2 separate regions of the Ovis aries genome follow, and region 1 is linked to region 2. A link is a contact called in public Hi-C data. All regions are on one chromosome and are shown on one strand. Each heading gives the region's core, a stretch centred on a gene start, on an enhancer-like site or on the middle of the called end of the contact. The rest is flanking DNA. Distances are from core to core; before and after follow the strand shown.

The links. Hi-C and Micro-C count contacts between places; a contact is called where the count stands out from the background.
Region 1: a Hi-C map of blood shows a contact between it and region 2, with 6 times the contacts expected there. The contact joins the promoter of WDR25 here to the enhancer-like site in region 2. A contact is called at or near these places in 9 of 16 Hi-C or Micro-C datasets (blood, liver, mixed tissues and 3 more).

The regions. Positions count from the first base shown.
Region 1 is chr18:62,909,481-62,912,931 of ARS-UI_Ramb_v3.0, reverse strand. It overlaps WDR25 (WD repeat domain 25), which reads right to left and starts at 1,312. Exons shown (of 7, transcript XM_027957401.3): 1 at 1,282-1,312. WARS1 (tryptophanyl-tRNA synthetase 1) reads left to right here and starts at 1,458. Exons shown (of 11, transcript XM_012099042.5): 1 at 1,458-1,516.
Region 2 is chr18:62,830,931-62,834,727 of ARS-UI_Ramb_v3.0, reverse strand. YY1 (YY1 transcription factor) reads right to left here. Exons shown (of 5, transcript XM_027957397.3): 3 at 1-47. Among named protein-coding and RNA genes, the nearest start is that of YY1, 20 kb to the right of the region's middle. Within about 2 kb of position 1,502, at least 7 of the 54 cell types and tissues checked have an H3K27ac peak or open chromatin away from gene starts, as enhancers often do.

The DNA of each region.
Region 1 (3,451 bases), core at 63-2,562, 78 kb before region 2:
TGGAACCCAGCAGGTTCCCACCACAAAGGCACCTGTTCTCAGCCTTTAGGATGGACTCCTAACCACCCAGCTGTCCAGTCAACGGAGAGGCAGGTGGCCAGAACTAAAGAGGTCTGTGGGAAAAGATCAAGAGTAGAGGCCATGAGGCCCACTTCCTATGGGGCCCAATTCCTACTAGGCAAGGTAGCAAGGACTGAATGAATGCAGGCAAGTGGATGTTAGGGCTTCCTATCTGCTTCATGTACATTTCATTCCGTCCTTCAACAAATACCAACGGCACAGGCGCTACTAACCAAGCCCCAGCTCACCATGCTCAGATGCCAGTGCAGACAGACAGACCAGAACCAAGTGAAACAGAGCATGTCCGGAGGTGAGAAATCCTAAGGAGAAAGGCAGGATAGAAAAGAAAAGCAGGCGTGATGGTGGACTTGGGATTGCAGTTTCCCTGCAATTGGGAGGCCAGGGCAGGCCTCAGGCATAAAACGATCATCTTAAGGCAAGGAACCAGAGGCGATGGAACCAACAAAACTGATCAAAATGGGGTGGGAGAGAAGAAGGCAAGGACAAGTCATGGAAAAGAGGCGAAAACGGAGAACAAAATAAACTCTAGAGAAAACTGTTTGCTGCCTTTTATGTGTCTAAGGCAAAGGAGGGGGAAAGGAAGTTTTTTTGTTTTGTTTTGTTTATGGAAATGAAGGAGCCAGTAAACCAAGAAGAACAGCCAGAAGAAAAAGTCAAGTCTTTGGAAAAATAAGGCTATAAAAGCGGGGAGAGTGCCATGGACAGTCATCAACATGTCAGTTCCACCAAAACATAGAACTTTCTGTGTTTTGTTCACTATTTAAATCACCAGCATCTAGAAATATTTGTGAAATACAACCCAGTGAGAGGGGGGACACAGAGAACGTAAAAGGAATAGGATGTTGTCATTCAACAAATATTTCCTGATTACCTACTCTGTGCCAAGTCTTATGTTAGGTCTTATGGACTGAAATGAAACACAAAACACAGACCCTGCGCCGGAGGCTAAGACTGATGAAGGCCACTAACAAGAGACGACCAGGGGTGGGTTTTGAAGAATGAATAGGAGTTAGCCGGGCTGTCAAGAGCGAGAGGTGAGGATCGTCAGGAGGGAGCAGTGAGCACCGTCCAGGGCACTGCGCGCTCGGAAGGAACCGGAGATACAGGGAGACAGATACACGCGAAAAGGGCGGGCAGCGTTCGGGCCGCCGGCAGATAGCAGTCCCCTCCCGCCCCCGGCCCGCCGCTCACCACACGCACCGGAAGCTCTCGGTCCTGCGGAGGGTCGTCCGGCCAGCGCCCTGAAACCCAGTAGCGTTCCGCCTGTGTTGGGACCGCCAGCCAATCAGCGGCGGCCTCCGTCCGGCAGCCCCGCGCGAAGAGCCAATGAGGGCGCAGCCTAGCCGGAAGTTGTTCCAGCCGGAAGGCGTTTCCACGGACGCCTAGGAGGCCACCCGTGGCTGAGCCGGCAACGCTGACGGGCCCGGCTGGGCCGGTAAGTGAGGGGATGAAAAAAGCCGGGGGAGGCCGGGGCGGAGCCCAATGATCTGGCCCTCCCGGAGCCGCTTGCACGCCAAGCCCTGAGGTGTTCTCCTCAGAGCCCGGCTCTCTGCTCGCCGGCTTCTGGCCCCTCGCCCCCTTTTCCCTCAGCGCCGCCGACCCTGCCCTGTCATGCACTCGCAGCGGCACCGGACCTTCATCGTCTCCCTCCTGTTTGTTTCCCTAAAGGATGAGGCCCCACTTTTAAGTGTCGGCCGTGTGACAGGGGCTTTGCCTCTGGTATCGCACCTAGTCGCCTCCCCGGTGAAGTTGTGTGTTTAGTCACTTCAGTCATGTCCGACCCCTTGCGACCCCCACGGACTGTAGCCCACCAGGCTCCTCTGTCCATGGAATTCTCCAGGCAAGGATACTGAAGTGGGTTGCCCTGCCCTCCTCCAACGGTGAAGTTAGGAGGCTGCTCTTTTGCCCATTTCACAAGTGAAGAAACGGAGGGTGATGCAGAAAGATGATGTGATTTGCGCGAGGGTCTTGTAACAAGGAAACGCCCAAACTGGGATTGAATACCCAGGTCTCATCCCAGAACTCAGCGGTCTTTCCAGTGCCCTGCGTCGCCTCTGTGAGCAGCGGCGGCAGCGAGGAATTTGTCATCTGCTTTTCCACCCGCCCTCCCCCGCTGTCACCGCATAACATACACAGTTCTCCACACTGATGCCGCGAACGGGGGAACAGAAACAGGGCGAGGAGGTTATGGGAAGGCCAGCCTGAGGTGTAGGGTGGCTGATGCAATGACCAGCTAACAGCCTGGTTCTCCAGAGAGTTTCCCTGGTCTCCACCTGCATGCCCCGCCCTCCAAGAGGTTGGTCATGAGGTTGAAGTGTTTCTGAGAAACTGGGTCGTTTATAAGAAACTCCTACATGCAAGTGGTAGAGGGTGGGGCAAAAAGGAAACCAAAAAAGAAAAGAGTCTTTTTTGAAAAGGAAACTGAAAGAAAGAGAGCAAGACTATTTAAGAGCTGGAGCTGCACTGGGCAGTCTCAGCTCCTGGCTCCAGTGGCCACCTCTGCAGTGATTCCTGCCGCCCGGTACGTATTGCCATCTTTTGCTAGGTTTAGCGTTTATTGAGTATTGTTACCAGCTTTTTCCCAGAGTGTTGGAAACCCTGGCTTCGGGGATGAGGAGTAGTCTTAGGACCACGGAGTTGTGCATTTCATTGCATCTATTGACCCAAAGCCCTGGTGACTCACAACTTCTGTAGGGACTAGAGATCCTGGCTGAGCCACTGCCTGTTTGGAGTCATAGCTTGACTTTCAGCACTTTGATGTTGGCTGTCCTGCTCCAGTGTTCTTGCCTGGAGAATCCCAGGGACGGGGGAGCCTGGTGGGCTGCCATCTATGGGGTCGCACAGAGTCGGACACGATTGAAGCGACTTAGCAGCAGCAGTCCTGTTTCTCACTGGTGAGGTCTCTAAGTAGTCCATCTCCATCCACAGTATCTCACCTTGAACTCCTAAGTAGCTTATGCCTGGCTTAATGTAGATTAATGTCCTCTTTGCCTTTTAAGATAATGTTCATCTTATCATTTAGAGGGGAAAGACAAGCATTTTCTTGTCCTCTGGAAACTTGACAGTCCAAGGCCATTGTCATCCACACTCAGGTGCCAGGGCGTGGTGGGTGATACCCCACCTTGGTAATATTCCAGGCGCCCAGAAGGCCCCTGCTCTTCTGAGCTGCTCCAGGGCTGGCTGTCGTGCACGATGCCGCCCTCCCCACAAACTGCAAAGTCAGTGTATTCTGGTCTCATCTGTGAGATGACTTCGCAGTGGCCCAAGGGATTGTCATGTAGCTCTGTAATTGCTCTTTCCATCCCTCATCCCAAAACTGTCCCCGGTTTCTTCAGGGCCTCTTGTGCTCCTGGGGAACAGTGGAGCCTTT
Region 2 (3,797 bases), core at 253-2,752:
CTATTGTTCTTGGAGCGTCATCTTCTTTAATTTTTCTTGGCTTCATTCTTACCAAAGGGGGGAAAAAAGAGAGAGAGAGAAAGATTTGTAGGAATGGGTAGATTCATCTGGCATAAATCATATAGTCCCTAAAATGCTTTCCCTGTAAGTACAAAAACTAAGATTACAACATGCTGCCATGAGGGGGAAGGGAGGAGAAAATGCACGTCCACGGAGGACCTGTGACTGAAGCACTCTCCCACCTACAGGTAAGGATGCTTAAGCACAACACAAGGAAGGTGCTGCCTTCAGTCTCAAAGCTAATAAGCTGGTGCATCGTTAGGGTGGCACTGCGATCTGTGTGATTTAAGTATCTGCTCCTCCTTCCGGACTCTTCAGTAAGATATGGGAGGGTCTTAAGGAGGGTGTGCATCTTATGATGGCAGAAACTACCTGTAATAGACCATTTTTAAAGGGTTACAGAAAAGTCCATTTAAACAGAGAATTATCTATCTATATGTACCTTTTTTCACACTGCTTAATTTTTATCATACTATTAGTTGCGGTGGTGGTGGTGGAAGGGAGATAACAGTTTCAAGCACTTGGGCAGTGAAGGAGAGCCTTTCGTGGAGTGACTACCTGGAGCTTGCTTGGTAACTTACCTACCTGCTATTTTCACTGAACCAACCTTTGGTCTTTTGTCAAAATTTTCTCTCCAAAACTCCCTACAGATCTGTGTGTGGTAGAGGGGTGAGGAAATAAGAGCTTCTAGAAAAACTATATGAGGATGAACATTCAGTGAACAACTAAATGAGGGTGAACTCCTAAATGAGGATGAACATTCAGTGACCACTAAGCTGATGTCCTCTCGAGTAAGCTAGCTGACCCTCACTCTCCAGACGCAAGACTGCAAGACTGCTGCGGCCATCTTCAAGTCAGCAAAGGGCCTAACAATACCAGCCTTCTTCTCTCTTTATCTGAGCTCAGATACTCCCTTCCTCTGTCAAATCTGAACTTCAGAAATCATCTCATGAAACTTGCCACACCCCGGATGAGCAGAGGTGACACAATTTTATCTGCTAGCTATAACTTATCTCTAAGGAGTCTGTTCAAGATCATACACATTTCCTACTTGGAATTCTAAGAGAATGTTTTCAGTCTGGTACCCTCCCCAGGCCAACCCTGCGGATACTTGTTCGTTCTTGTACTTGGAAGATTACCACATCAGTCAGCAAACATTTTCTAAGTGCCCGTTGTTTACAGGGCTCTGAACTAGCCTTTGTTATCTTAAATACTATTAAGTCTTGAAGTCTGGATCTGAGTCACAGAACTAAATAGGGCAAAATTGGTGCCACTGCGCCACCTGGAGGTCACAGTAACAGAAAGTGTACACCAAGAACCAAGCGTCAACCTTCCCAACTGAGGTGTTTCCTCTTTGAAGACTCCACTCAAATGCTGTCCTGGCCGTGAAGGTAAATGCATGATTGTCCAAATTCACAGAACGGTACTAACCTCAGAGAGGACGAATTTCACTGTGTGCAAATTATCTCAAAGATGAACCGCTCTCGGCTCTGTGGGTATGAGCACGGGGACAATGGCAGTGAGACGCCAGCGTCAAAAGGACAGCAGGCGTCACCCAGTTACCTCAGCGGCCCCGACCCCACAAAAATGTTTAATTCCTAGGAACTTTTATTATGGAAAATTTCAAATATACCTAACAGTAGAGAACTCTTGATTTGCCATTCACCCAACTCTTCATCTTTTTTAATGTTATTAAGTGGCATTTTTTTTAAAATGTCATTTTCAAAATGTATGCTAGTATTTAGCAATATAATTAAGTTTAGAATGAGTGTTAAATGTATCTGGGCAAACACCCTTGGACTCAAGGAGGAAGCGAAGGTATTTAATTGCAGCCACTCTTAAGCTTGTTGGCAAGTCACTAGAGAGAGGCAAATGAGGCCGGTACCTTTTACATTATATTCTAATGCAAACACTGAAAAGGTCATTTTTCAAACAAGTATGCTTAGAATTAAAGTGTTCTGTTTTTGTGAGTAAAGACTAAAATTTCTGTGGCAACAACTGGTACATCAACCTACAAAATAAATTCTGAAAAAGATGAATTTTCTTACAAGACTACAAGACTTCTACTTAGAGGATCTTCTTGACCGGCCCAAATGAGCCAGCAACCACTAAGACCTGGGCTTCCCCTTGGCTGACTTGGGCCTGGAGGCACGACAGCAGCAGGCGCCACGAGTGAGCCAGGATGGGGTGTGTGGCTGGTGCCGCAGACCTTGAGCAAATCACTAAAGTCCCCAGCCTCAGTTTCTTATTCTGTAAAAAGGTGAAATGCTACCTGATCAGAGCTGCAAAGGTTAAAAAAGAGATGCTGTGTTAAGCTTTTGAGAAACAATGGCCATTATTACTGCCAGCCTGTGCTAAATGGGCTTAGCTAAAAATGAGTTTATTGCTTTAAAAAAAAATCACAGTTGTAGTCAACAACCCAGAAGGCACTGGGGCCTCCAAACCCCCGTCATCAACTCAAGAGCTGGAGTCTGAGAAACGACAGCAAAGGCAAAGCGGAAAGGGCCTCCATGTACTGGAAGTTTATGAACAAGCCCGGGAGCCATCAAGTCTCCTGTTCAATCAAAACTCTAGTCGTAGCAGCTTTCTCTCTGACGCCTGTGGCGTCCCTGCTGATTTCACACGATGTCATCCTGTGCACACTGTAAAGGCTGGATACCAGGACCACAAACTGCAGGAATTTCCTGGACAATTTTCAGCAGGGCATTAGGTAAACCAAAAGTTCCAACTTAGTTAAACATGCAAATATCCTAGGAGCTAAGAGGAAAGGTTTCTGAAGACTCTTCAGACTGGAGCCACCTGTGCTGACAGGACAGCGGGCCCTATGCAGCGGAGCTGCCATCCGCAAGCGCAGTTCACCTCCCTCTGCGTCAGCTGAGACAGACGAACCAAAGGGTCTAAGCCAGTTCTCTCTTGGGCAATGTACAGTCATTCATGAGATATTTAAGAGTTTCAAGGCACTTTCAGCTCCCCCATCACACCTTTGTATTAACCCAGTGAAAAAACCTCAGGGCGGGGGGCGGGGGAGGGGGTAGTAACTCAGGACTGACTATTGGTTTTTCTGCTCTTCCTGGACAGGTCTCCTAAGGGCTAAGGTTAATGAAAAACACACAAATTTAACCAGGAAACGATTCTCCAGGTCCCACCCACCATGCAATTTTTGAACTATTTACTGAGAGAACATTTCAAGGAAGAACAAAATCACCATAGTCCCACCTCCGCAATACCATGACTTCAAGTTACTATTTCTTATACCTGTCCACACGCTAAGTGACTTCCTAAGCAGTCTAGGCTCAGTGCAGCTGGGACCTGAGCGTTCTCCATTTCAAGTTCAGTCCAGAACCCATCACCCCAGTATATGGAGAAGAGGGAAAAAGCAGCTCACATGGCTCCTTAAGGCAAGAATTGAGCCACACGGTGGAGGTGGGTGGAAAAACGAGGCCAGCAGAACAAGCTCTGTGCATTTTTATCAGCCAAGAAGATGAGCTCTGGTCCCCAACAAGCTCGAAATTCAGTGCTTCTTTGTCCCAGTCACCAATTTTGGGGCCTCTTCTCAAAATGTGAAGACTGAACAGAAACAGGGCACCCCAGGCTCGGCTCTTCCTCCCCACCACTGCCCAACTAGCCACTTCGTTTTACATCATCTTTTCAAGAGCCCAGAGATACTGTGGAAAATGGAGGTGAGGATGAGCCCAACCGCACAGAACCCCAATCCCACGCCTTTACTTTGCGTATGT